Linked DNA regions of Mus musculus: regions 1 and 3 are each linked to region 2. Evidence: chromatin contacts called from public promoter capture Hi-C data. All regions are on one chromosome and are shown on one strand. The core of a region is the stretch at or near the end of the contact, and the rest is flanking DNA. Distances in the headings are between cores, read along the strand shown. Region 1 holds the start of Akr7a5 (aldo-keto reductase family 7, member A5 (aflatoxin aldehyde reductase)). Region 2 holds the start of Alpl (alkaline phosphatase, liver/bone/kidney). Region 3 holds the start of Zfp46 (zinc finger protein 46).

Region 1 (3,930 bases), core at 1,413-3,912, 1.5 Mb before region 2:
CTTGGCAGCTAAGAGCACTTGTTCCTGCAGAGGGCCTAGGCTGGGTTCCCAGCACCCACATGGCAGTTTAGAATCATCCATCACTTTAGCCCCCTCTTTGGATACAAGGCACACACATGGTACACACCCACACATGCAGGGAAAACACTTGTCCACATATAATTTAAAAAAAAAATCTTTAAAAGTTTTAACTTTTTTTTTTAAAGAGAAAGTACCTAAATAGACATTAAAAGAAGACATGTTGGCTGGTAAGTTGTCTCAGTAGGTAGATAAAGGTGCTTGCCATACAGATCGTATATTGCAGGGTGGGCAATATGGGACTTGAGACATGATTGTGCAGAATCAAACATCCTTTAGACCTTGGACTTGATGTTCCTAGGTATTGTCAGGATGCTGTGGGCCCATTAATTGGCTCCTTCTCACCACAGAATGTACATAGGGGCTGGAGAGATGGTTCAGCAGTTCAGAGCACTGACTGCTCGCTCTTCCAGAGGTCCTGAGTTCAATTCCCAGCAACTACATGGTGGCTCACAATCATCTATAATGAGATCTGGCGCCCTCTCCTGGCATGTGGGTGTACACGCAGAAGAGCACTCATACATTAAATAAGAAATAAAGACTGGAGATGGAACTCAAAGGGCCAGGCCTGAAAGCATGGAGATCCTTAAAGACTAAGAATTTAGGCAAGAGGGGCTGGGGAGATGGCTCAGTGGTTTAGAGAACTTACTGTTCTCACGAAGTATTCAGAGGTTCTCAGAACCACACATGTTGGTTTACAATCATGTATAAATACAGTCCCAGGGTATCCAGTACCCTCTGTGGGCTCACACATACATGCAGGTAAAAAAAAAAAAAGTTAGGGAAGAGACACGGGGGCCTGAATGTGTTCCTTGAAAGCCATCAATCTTAACACAAATCCCTTTCAGACCCTCAGAAGCCTGTAATGCAAGCGTACTGTAGCTGCTCCTCAGTGCTCTGCACTGTTTCTTCCCAGATATGGAACCAACTACCTGGACTGATGGACGACGGCGGAAGGATGGATGGATTCTGGCAAGAACAAGGGGAGCCCTCTGATCCCACAGGATAAAGGCTAGAAGACCACAGCATCTCCTTACTACAACACCCGCCCCAGCCCCAAGGCATTCTTTCTGTAACCTTTTGCCTGAGGACTTTGGCCCATTGAGTCTTCAGAAGCAGAAATGGGCTAAAGAAGGGGGGGTTGGGGGAGAAAACTGAAATGTTCATTATCAGTAATGTATGTCATCCAGGTGAACTCTACAGCATTCGGCTTGAGAGATCCACTCACTTAAGTGAGCTTTACCCCATGTGAGTCTATGGAGCCCACTGTACAGGAACCGGGAGGAAGAACCTCAGAACAGGTAAAAGTGAGGCCTCTTTACGTATCAGGCACCCTCCTGAGACTCCAATAGCTTCAAGCAAATGAAGGGCGGTTCCCCTCCCCTTCCAACGCGGGACACGCGTCACTGATCACACACGTACTTTGCAACTCTCAAACTCCATATTCCAATAGCTAGGATTGCAGTCTCCGGTGCACCCTACTTACACTGTAGGGCCCATCCCCAGTTCTCTATGGGCTCTGCCTACTGCTCTTCCCGACAAGCTACTCTTTCCTGCACTCCTCAGCAATCGCGGCTACAGTCTTCCTCGTTGGACCTTTAACTCTCCGTGGAGAAATCACTTCTCCCACGGTAGCCTACAGAGCTACAGAGTTTGCCATTGTAAGACCTGGCACAGAGAATGGGCACAAAGGCCGAAATGCCCTCTCCCGACGCCACCTTTCCGCCCCTGCCCCCAGCTGGGCCCTAGGCATTGTTGCCACAGGTCTCCTTGAGATCCACAGGTGCTGTCGACTGCACGGGACAAAGTCTAGTCCGGACAAAAGACCGGAATGATAAGCATTCTCCAGGAGCGCAGAGGTGGTGAGGGCAAGAGGGGTAGGCACGAACAAAAAGCCTGGTGGGGATGGGGGGCGTGTCGGGGGTGGGGGGGCGGCTATGGACAACGGTTGGCCGGGAGGCAGGGATTGCGGTAGGAAGCAAAGCGCCCAGAGTAGGCTAAACATTAGCGTAGGAAGCTTCCTCGCACCCGCCTCGGTAGCTGCAACTAGAAGTTTCTAAGGAGAGGCGGGACAAAGTTCAGTTCACTAGTTCAGGACTCCAGTTGCCTTGGGAGCTTGGGGTAGACCCAGCTGTGGATCCGGAGCTTCCGAAGCTCCTGGATGCAGATCCTGGCTGGTGCACGCCGGTTGCGGGCACCGGCTCAGCTCTACTCGGTGCGGGGGGCGGGGGAGGCCGGGTGCAGCGGTTACCTGTGCAGTCGCCGCTGCCCAGCCCGAGCCCCAGGCCGCCCAGGATGTTCTCGGACTGGCCGTCGCAGTACATGAAGGCCGTGTCCAGCTCGCTGTGGCCGCGCTCCAGGAAGGCGCGGACCGAAGCGGCGCTAGCACTCGCATCCATGCGACGCCCCATCTCCATGGTGCCCAGCACCGTAGCGGGCCGGAGAGGGGCGCCAGAGGCGGCGCGGGGTGGCGGAGGCCGGGACATGGCGAGAGGACGCCCGACCGAAGTCCCGGAGCGCTGCGCGGAGCGAACAGCAGCGCGGCCCACGGCTCTGGACGCTGCACGCAGCATGGAGACTGCGCCTGCGCACTCGAAGCTTCAGGCTCCGCCCACGGCGGGGGGCGGGACTTCGCGGAGGTCAGCTGATCCCGGCGGGCTCGGATCCTGAAGCTGACACCGGCTGTGGATCTTGAACTGGTGAGGATGAAGGGGGCTGGCGGCTGTCCCGGGCTGGGGGGTCGGGACTCCAGACGCGCCCAGCTAAGTCTTTTCTACACCCTCCTCCAGCTCTGCACGGTCCCCGGCGCTGGTCCCCTCCTGGGGAGCGGGATCGTGGGTCTCTGCCCAACCTGGCCAGGGATCCGGGACGGCCCCACTTCTTACCTGCAGGTCCTTGCCTTCCGGCCTCTCGGCTTCCCTGGACTGGGCGGCCTTGTTTTCCCTGCTCTGGGTGGGGGCCTCGCGGCGCTTGCCCCAGCCGCTGCCCTATCATTATCCCTCCGAACCCGCAGAGTCACCGGAAGGAGTTAGAGCCTTGGTTTGGAGGCCAGGAATGGGTAGGATCCCGGAGCCATTGCGCTCCCCTGACACATTCTCCGTAGCTCTGCAGGTAGGGAACCCAGAATGTCCCATTCCTCGCCAAGCTCACCGCAGGATTCCACAGAGGGCTGGTTAGAAATGTGAGGTAAAGGCAGGCGGATATCTGAGTTCGAGGCTACCCTGGTCTACAGAGCTAATTTCAAGGCAGCCAGGGGCTACACAGAGAAACCCTGTCTCAAACTGCTCCCGTTCCCACCTGCCCAAAAAAGAAAGAAAGAAGTGTGTAGTTTCAGGTTCACTTCGTGTGTACTCCATGCTACAATGTGGTCCAGGGGGCTACAGCAAGAACAGAATATTACTGTTGACTGTGCCAGATAGGCTTTGGTGGGAAGCACCTTCCTGGCTTTGCTTGGAATTGGGGAAGAGCTGGATGTGGCAGGAGATACTGTCTCCTGGCCAGCCTTTACGGACATGAGCCGCGAAAGCCAATCCCCTAGTGGGGAATGTATGTAGCTCAGTGGTAGAGCACTTGACTAGCGTGGGATATGGAGGTTTGGCCTGGGTTTTATTGTAGTCTGCATGCAGTTTAGGAGGTAAGTAAGTGCCTTTTAGGATTTCCTTCATTGTATACATCAGAATGCTGAAACTCCAACACTTGCCCAGAGCGACATCTCAGCCCTGGGCCCGCTCAATTTACAAGTTTCCTTGCATACGCTTCCCGCTCCCGCCTCCCCTCTTTTTTCTTGTTCTGTTTCTTTCCTCCTTTTTTTTTTTTCTCTTCATCATGCTTCCTTCCCTCTCCCTCTCCCTC
Region 2 (4,477 bases), core at 154-2,653:
TTCTGAGCTCACTGCTGTCTTAACTCTCAGCTCCTTACAGACGAGGACTGCCGGGAAATGACCAAAGTTTCATTTATTCACCGCCCCAATGGCTTTTGCCATTATGACCTTGCTATGAAATACATAAATAAGGAGTAATTTACCCAATACTTGGTCTCACTTTGTAAAAACATAAACTTATTTCTCAAGGGAAATTTCCTAGCACCGCTGTAAATAAACAGCATTAATTATTAAAATACAAGAACAAATGAAAACAAACCCAGGCATTCCTGGGTTTTGGCATCAGGCTCCAGTTCCGGCCCTGAACTTACCGATGAGGTCACATGTTGTCTCTGGGCCTTGCTTTTCCTCCTGTAAAATGGGCTCAATAGTAGAGCTCATATAGAAGATGCCTGGACCTAAGACGGAACTTCAGGGTAGAAGTGATCAATCCTAGGTGCCCAGGAAGATGGAGTTCAGGGAAACCTGATCTTTGCTTTCAAATCTCTGGCTGTTGGGGATTAGAGGTACAGATGGGTTTTGTCAGCTTCAGTAGCGATGATAAGACCCTCCTCTTAGGAGGAAATGAGGAAGTATTCAAATGGTGGTGGCATTCAAACCTACCTCCAGGAGTTCACAGTAGGAAACGAATCAGAGACTTCAAAACCAGACTGGCTTTCAGGGGAAGGGAGGTGGTGGCCCTTGGGGAACTGGATAAGGCCCACTGGCACCCAGCGGTTGCCTTTCCTTGTTTCCTGTGCATGTTCCAAACTCGGTCTCTTATAACTCTCCCAATAACGTGAAGGAAGAAAAACCAGGGGATAGTGTCTGCGGGTTATAGAGCCTTGGCCAGTCCCCCGAAGTCACCAGAGCAGGCCTGTGGGCCTAGACAGTCTGGCTCCACTGCCTGGGAAGTGGTCTGCCCCGGGCAGGTCCTGGGGCTTCTGGCTGGGACAGACAGAATGTCCTGAGTCCCTGTTTCTTCAGATATTAGGGAGGGAGGGCCCTGTCCAAGGGGTCTCCTTCTGCTTCCTACTGACTTAGTTAAGGGCAAAAGAGAAAGTGGATAGGAAAGGGGTAAGGGTGTGAGGCTCAGAGGTGCACATGGTGACGGACAAGGATGTGTAGGCAGAAAGACGCACAGAAAAAAGGAGCCAGGTGGGTTCACAGACGCGCAGGGTCAGGCACAGGAAGACAACCATCGAGGGACAAAGTCTCCTACAGAGAAATCAAACCTAAAGACAAGCCAGCTGCACCCTGAAGCCAGGATGAGCCGCAGGGAAAGAGAGAGGCAAGGCGGGTTACCCTGCCTGTTGCAGCCCTACGGGCCGGGTCGAGCGCCGCGCTCCCGGCAGGGGGCGCCCTGGCAACGCAGAGGCACCCGCCTGGGGCTCGGGGTGCGGGCCGGGGGCGGGGCGGCCGGGGGCGGGGAGGCCGGCGGGTGCTCGGCCAGGCCGCCTTCATAAGCAGGCGGGGGAGGTGGCCGCCAGAGTACGCTCCCGCCACTGCGCTCCTTAGGGCTGCCGCTCGCGAGCCGGAACAGACCCTCCCCACGAGTGCCTGCAGGTAAGGAAAGCATGCTGCGCCCGTGGCTTGCGCGACTCCCACGCGCGCGCTCCGCCGGTCCCGCAGTGACTGTCCCAGCCACGGTGGGGACACGTGGAAGGTCAGGCTCCCTGGGGACCCACGACCTCCCGCTCCGGACTCCGCGCGCATCTCTTGTGGCCTGGCAGGATGATGGACGTGGCGCCCGCTGAGCCGCTACCCAGGACCTCACCCTCGTGCTAAGCACCTGCTCCCGGTGCCCACGCGCCTCCGTAGTCCACAGCTGCGCCCTTCGTGGTCCCTTGGCACTCTGTCCCGTTGGTGTCTAAAGTAGTTGGGGAGCAGCAGGAAGAAGGCACGTGCTGCGATCTTTGGCGGGAGAGATCGGAGACCGCGTGCTAGTGTCTGTCTGAGAGTGGGGGAGCCCAGGAAACGGAAGGAGCCTGTGAACGGTTCCAGGCTGTGTGCAGGTGAGAGTGGGGCTGCTGCCTTGCCCAGCGCGGGTAAGAAAGGGTTAAAGGCACAGTCACAGCGGCAGGACCCAAGACGGAGGAAAAAAACCTCATTCTTACTCCCACATTGTCCATGGTAATCCTTTTCAACGCGTAATGGGCCTGAGGAAGGAAGACTTGCAAAGGACTCTGGGGTATGCCTGTGAATCCTGATTAAAAAGGAAAGCTGGCGCGGCAACTCTGGAGAGATGCTGGCAGTCTGGAGGCTGAGGATCTCTGTGAGTTCGAGGCCACTCTAACACTCTAGGAAGATTAGGTCTCAAAATCATACACACACACACACACACACACACACACACACACACACACACACACACACACACACATACATATAACAGAGGGATTATTCTCAGGCCTGAAAGAACGTTTGGCTCCAAGAAGAATTCAAAGACCCCCCCTCAGGCAGCCTCAGATTCTCAGTCTGGTTGAGAATTAGGGCAACTGTTTATTAAATGCTGGATAAGGACTGCTCTGACACCTGACAGACTACAAATAGGGACAGAGAGTTTTAGACAATGTAGGCAATGACATTAGGCATTGAACCCTGTTGCCCATTCTCCACAGCCCAGGAGATTAAGGAGAGCCCCCCCCCAGTATGCCCTTCACCCTCCAAGCCTCTCTGGTCTCCCCAGTCAGCTCTTTCCTCTCCCACTCCCTGGCCGTCTCCTGTCTCTGCCTCCTTTTCCAATTCCTGAACCGTCTCTGGTTCCCTTAGGGGAGAACACAGCTTCTCAGAAGCCTACTGGTGGAGTGAGACAGGTCTGGGCTGGTTCGCAGCCATGTCAGTGATGGTCCCATCTATATGTTAAGACTACAGTGAATCAAAAGACCCGATAGGCCAGACAGTGAGTGTCTTCGATCCACACATACTTACCAGGCATCAGTTGTGCGCTAAACTCTGATCGAGGTGCTGAGAAGGGAACAGTAAATAACGACCCCTTCCCCCCACCCAACTCATTGAGGCGAACATTGGCATAATAAATTCTTTTCAGGCTTTGAAAATTTGAGTGTCACATGGTAGAATGAAGATGACGTAGTTCCCCCAAAAAAGGGATCAAGATGTCACACTGTTGTCACAGTGAGCAGCCAGTACATAGTACTAACAAGATGGGGTGAAACTGTGTGATCTGGCCACAGCTCTGCTCTCACGGTGGCTCGGGATTCTCCTTGAGGGCGTACAGGAGCTGGAAGTCTTTGGTCTGTAGACCCTATTGGTGGGGAGCATGCTGTACAGCCTGCAACATGTTTAGCGGGTTCACATACTTTAGAAAGCAGTGGCTGTCCCTAGCTCCAGTCTCAGCAGAGATTGCATCAGTGTGTACAGGGTTATGTCACTGCCTCTGAACCCTGCGATCCTGTCAACCACCTTTGCCCAGGCTCTGCCCATTCCTTGATGGGCTGGACAGGGAGGAAGCACTCAGCCTTCCTTACTGTCACTTGGGTGTCCTCCTCCCTCCCGGACACAGCCTGGGAGGGGAGCCTGGAGCTCCCGGCTGGGAATAGCCCAGGAATCTCCTGCCACCCACCTCTACCTCATTGCCCACAAAGCCCAGCACCAGGTCCTTTCCTGTTCTATCCTGCACAGACAGGAGATGTTATCCTTTCTTGCATATGAAGAAACCTCTTGAAGGGACAGTGACCTGCCCTGGGACATCTACAAGCCACTTGGGCATCTGGGGCTGGGCCCAAGTACCTACAAGTTTAGGTTCTGTGATAGGTTCAGTGATGTCCCTGCCAGAGCATATCTGGGCTTCAGGCTTCGGGGCAGGAGAGATGGGGGTGAATCCAGGATGTGGAATCCAGGGGTAGAGTTTGAAGTTCTCAGCGCGAAGTCTATCTGACTGGGCTATTAACACAAAAACCCTGGAGCTTGAGGAGAGCCTTGTGGGTAGCGGAGCAGACTGGGCTGAGAACTTGGGCTCAGAATTCTCCACGTGGCCACAGGAATGCTGACTGAGCTTCGGAGCACAACAGCCCATCGACATTGGCACACCAGGGCTGGGCTGTGTGGTATGTTTGTTATTTTGTCACCCCCCCCTCATATTTCTGTAGCTGTTCTAACCTTCAGAATAGAGTGGGAGGCAGTAGATTGACAATTTATTATCTGTCCTGCTGTGTGACCCCCCCCAGACAAGCTTCTTTCCTCTCTTCTGTTTCCTCATCTGTGATGTGGGGTAATAAACATGGATACCAGTTGCAGAGGGCCAGCAAGATCACAAGCAGTCTATGAACATTAGGCTCCACCTACATGGATTGTTAAAGAGTTAGTAACTTAAACCAGGCAGTGGTGGTGCACGCCTTTAATCTCAGCACTTGGGAGGCAGAGGCAGGCGGATCTTTGAGTTTGAGGCCAGCCTGGTCTACAGAGTGAGTTCCAGGACAGCCAGTGCTTTGGTTCCAATTGTCAGCTCTGTGACAGGAAACAAAATGCCTTCCCTCTC
Region 3 (4,508 bases), core at 595-3,094, 1.5 Mb after region 2:
ATGGTGGCTCACAACCATCCGTAATGAAATCTGATGCCCTCTTCTGGTGCATCTGAAGACAGCTACAGTGTACTTACACATAATAAAAGGAAAAAGAAAGAAGACACACTTGAAGGATGATCGCCTCTGAAAGATCTCTAGACAAGAACCGACCTAAAGTACCTGAAGCAACGCTGCAGCTATGGAGCCAAAACAAACATAGAAGGGAGGTTTCTGTCCTCCTGTGAACCCACCTCAGAGCCCTCATCTTCCAGCGCCCCAGAGAAAAAGCACCATTTATAGGGCATTTATGTCCTGGCGAGCACCAGAGTGTAAGACCTGTTTGGTCAGTAATCTGTACAAACAGGCCACAGAGCCGCTAATGACTCAGGGCACGAGAATCCTCAGAGTCTCGGAAACGGCAGAAACTTTACTTTTCATTTAAGACTGGGAAACACGGATCTTCCCACACTTAAAGATTTGAATGAGCACCAAAGCAGGTAACTAACCGTGTGGTTTTCCTTAACAACAAACAAGGCTGTATCGAAAAGACCTAAGCCGTTCTGACAGTTTCAAAACCCCTAAGAGGTAAGACAAGATAAAAGTCCTCACTCACCCAGTGAGACAACATTTCCGTAATTCTCCTGCATCACATCCCTGTAAAGATCTCTCTGTGTAGGATCCAGAGGTCTCCATTCTTCCCGAGTGAGGTACATGGCCATATCTTCAAATGTCACAGGGGCCTGAAATCACACAACGCTTCCTCACTACTTGGTATCTAGGAGTTTAGAACCAGCTTTTCTTCTTGAAATTAGAGACATGGTTAGAAATGTCGAGAAGGCAGTGGCATTAAGTCTCATCTGTAGAGTCCGAAGGAAAAAAAAAATAATAAAGAAAGAAGAAAAAAAGACATGTGGTCAAAAGACAGGGGCAATCTACTAGCTTCCCGCTCAGGCCGTCCCTGCCCACTTTGGACCCTTACATACAAGGCTCTCCTTTTCTTAGACCAGTGAAATTCTCGTCTTTATGGCCCAGTTCTAGAGCCAACTGCTGTTCTGTTTCTCCCCACCCTTTATCACTCTTCGCTCCATCCTTGGACACCACATCTAGAATTAACCACTCCTCGACTTACTATTTCCCACACCACAATACGTCCTTGCTCAGGCCAACAGAATACTTACCATATCGCATCCAGGTTAACCGGACACACCGTTCTCCCTACAGATTGTTGGCAAGAAGGGTACCACCCATCTTGTTTGGTTTTATTCTCCTCAGTATTTAGTCTTACAGTGGGTGTTCTATATATGCTTGTATATGGTTATATTAGCCAACTCGAAGCCCGTATACTAAGCAGAATAGCAAAATGAGCTTATCCCAGGGAATTTCCTATAGGGGTTTGCAGACGGGGAAACACCGGGCAAGATGGGTAAGCAGAGCCCTCGGGGCTTACCTGAGTCCCAGACATGAGCAGGGTGGCTGCCATCTCGGGCTCAAGCGTTCGTCTCCTGGGAGAGAGAGAGCAGGAAAACCAGCTAGCAGACAACGTTGAAGGAGGCGAAAAGCAGGACGTGAGGCGCGGCAAGAGGCCCTGCCCACTACTCCCTAGGGCTGGAGTTCTGGTCGCAGGGTATGAGGGGAAGGCCCAGGACTGGTCACTCTCCTCTCTGACTCCCGAAGAGTCACCCACTCTCCGTGTCTCGGTTAATATCGAGTACGTGCAACGTTAGGGTAGGAGAGGGCAGGCACTGGCTGGGTGCCCCCTAGGCTGGGGGGTCAGGCCGATGCAATTCAAGGGAGGAGGCTTTCAACCCAGCCCATAGAACGCCTCTGCTCTGCCATCTCCGGGCTGGGACCTTTCCGGCAGCAATCCCAGCCAATCAGCGAAAAGAAATCGTAAAATATCTGACCAATCAGAAGCCAAACCATCAGCCCTCCTCCTGCGGCGTGGCCGGGTAGCTCCATCACGCGTGCGCGCACCTCGCGGCCTGACGGGACTTGGAGTTTCACTCTGGCGTACAAAGGCCACTTAGCAGCCAAGAGCAGGGGAGGGAAAAGAACAAAAGGGAAGAGACAGGACCGCGACCTTCAAGACCAGTGAGAATACCCCCACACATACTTTTTTCTCGGAAACCACAGCACGACTCAGCAAAGGAAGCGTCTGTGTTTTTTTTTTTTTCTCATGGCCCTACGACCATCTTTGAGTCATATATTATCCGCGAGGTTAGATTGAGTGTGGAAGCTCGGGCTGACCTCAGCTGAGATCACCCCTCATTTGACAGCCCAGGCCAGAGCGGGAAAAGGCTTCTTTTCCCTCCCTTGGGAGACTCCCTGGCCGGGATGGAACTTTGGGCCCCGCCCACGGACTCCCAACACCGCCTGAAGCTCTCGCTTTCTGGATACTGAGAACTACAACTCCCAGTAGGCCTTCCGGCAGTCACAACCCACCCCAGACTACATATCCCACGAGGCCTCGCGTCCCCTGTCCGGTGCTGGAGTGCTGTCCGCGGCCCGGCCCAGGGTGTTCCAACGTTAACCCTGTAGGGAGCGTCTCGAGCTCTTTTATAGAGACGGAGCTCAAGTGCACCCATCTAAGTCGCCAAAACATTGAAATCAGAAGCGGGGGGGTGGGGTAGGGTGTGTAGGGAAATAGCTGGCCCTGGAGTGGGAGACTCAGGGACTTGGTACTCTTGAGGGTGTCTCTGCTGAAAGGAATCTTGGAGACCTCCCAACATCATGAAAACCTTAGGCCTGCGACAACCTGGAGTCCTAAGGATGCTAGTAGTCTCTGTTTCAAAGAAATCACAAAACCAGATTAGGACAGAACGGACAGGCTTACCTCCTGGTCTGTGGTCGCTGGCTCCTCAGAGATCTAAAGAGGCCTGACGTTCAGAAAGGTTCTAGATATCACCAGCAGATTCCAGAGATCTCAGGGCCATGAATAGAAATCCGAATCCATGGATTAACAGGCAAAGGGCAGGGTTTGGTTGTAGGATGAGCACAAAGCTTCAAGACTGCAGAGACTGTTCTATAGCTCCGGGAAACAACAATCTCATAAACAGATCTCCGAGGCCACAACAGCTGGCCAAGAAACATCAGCGTTGGCTATGCTGCATTCACTCAGAATCCTCCAAATGGAAGGACTTGTAGCCTTTCCTTTCCCTAGCGGGGATGAAGGAATTAGACAATGGAAGGCGAGGGCTAAGCAAAACAGGGATTCTGTGTGGGGAAGAGCTCCCAGCTTGCTGTAGCCTTGGAGAGGGAAGTGATGGAAAAAGAATATAGCAGCTTATTAGGGACTCCCACCCTCTTCAAGTTATAAATATCCCCAAACCTTGGCTTGATGCCCAGACGCCTGTTGTCTCTGACTGAACGGGAGACTTCTCTGCCTAGGCTGGGAAAAGGGACTTTTCTTTTGTTTTACAGATACATCCACACACACTGAAGGACTTGGGGAATTTTTTTTTTCCAAATAAGATTCCCGGCCATGCTTTTATTAGAGTGTTCTGTTCCCAATGCCCAGTTATTTATGGCTACATGACTCAGGGGTCTAAAAAAAAAACAAACTAGCAGGACCCCTACCAGCCACAATGAATCTCTTCTACCTGTGCTTCTCTTGTGCTCCCAAGGGTAGGACTAAAAAATGTTTCGATGCCACAAAATTGCACTATTCTACCTACTGTAAAATGTATCCAGCCACCATGTGAGTTAGAATCCTGAAGGATTTACAACAGCCAGAATATGGGCATAAAGATTGGACAGACCTAGGCTGGGTATCTTTCAGAAAAATCTCTCCAGGCCCATTTCCTTTTTTAAATTTTATTTTATCTTTAATTATTTATAAAGGGGAGGGATATGAGCATGTGAGTACAGGTGCCTGGAGAAGCCAGAAGAGAGTGTTCGGTTCCTGCTGGAATTACTGGTGGTGGTGGTGGTTAGCATCCCTCTAGGCTCCGCCCAGCAGTTACCTAGCAACAGCCTGCCTGTCTCTACCCCAGGTACTAGCCTGGAGCCAGGCAGTATAAGGACTTATCTCTCTCTCTCTCTCTCTCTCTCTCTCTCCCTCCCTCCCTCCCTCCCTCCCTTCTTCTTCCTCTCTCTCTTTTCCCCACATGTCCTAGCCAGCCTTTCTTCTCTTCCTTTCTTCCTCTCTCTTCTCTCTGTCCTCTCTTCCCCTTCCTCTGCCTCTATTCCTTTCCAGGTCCCTGGCTCCCTTCCCCCAATAAACACCCTTTTATACCAGACCTAAATGTTTGAGGGGACACCTTGGCAGAGCCCAATGAAGTGCTCTCTCTTGAATTATTATGCCACGTTCGTAAAATACCACAGTTGTAAGCCACCTTATATGAGCACTGGAAAACAAATTTGGGACCTTTGCAAGAGCAGTATACTCTTTGAACCACCAAGTTATCTCTCCAGCCCTTCTCTCCTTTTCTGTACAGTTGGAATTGCCTCTGCTAAGGATGTTGGGGAGGGATTTAAAACACACCTGCACAAAATGAACACTAAGACCGTAGGTATTTGGATGAGCC

The links. Promoter capture Hi-C pulls out the DNA fragments that hold promoters and counts their contacts.
Region 1: a promoter capture Hi-C map of pre-B cells shows a contact between it and region 2, with 2.3 times the contacts expected there. The contact joins the promoter of Akr7a5 here to the promoter of Alpl in region 2. A contact is called at or near these places in 2 of 39 promoter capture datasets (liver and pre-B cells).
Region 3: a promoter capture Hi-C map of hippocampal neurons shows a contact between it and region 2, with 3 times the contacts expected there. The contact joins the promoter of Zfp46 here to the promoter of Alpl in region 2.

What each region holds. Positions count from the first base shown.
Region 1 is chr4:139,309,476-139,313,405 of GRCm38.p6, reverse strand. Akr7a5 (aldo-keto reductase family 7, member A5 (aflatoxin aldehyde reductase)) reads right to left here and starts at 2,662. Exons shown (of 7, transcript NM_025337.3): 1 at 2,330-2,662. The coding sequence starts at 2,651. Slc66a1 (solute carrier family 66 member 1) reads left to right here and starts at 2,698. Exons shown (of 9, transcript NM_145384.3): 1 at 2,698-2,777.
Region 2 is chr4:137,793,310-137,797,786 of GRCm38.p6, reverse strand. It overlaps Alpl (alkaline phosphatase, liver/bone/kidney), which reads left to right and starts at 1,403. Exons shown (of 12, transcript NM_007431.3): 1 at 1,403-1,545.
Region 3 is chr4:136,283,403-136,287,910 of GRCm38.p6, reverse strand. Zfp46 (zinc finger protein 46) reads right to left here and starts at 1,844. Exons shown (of 3, transcript NM_009557.4): 1 at 1,430-1,844; 2 at 596-839. The coding sequence starts at 701.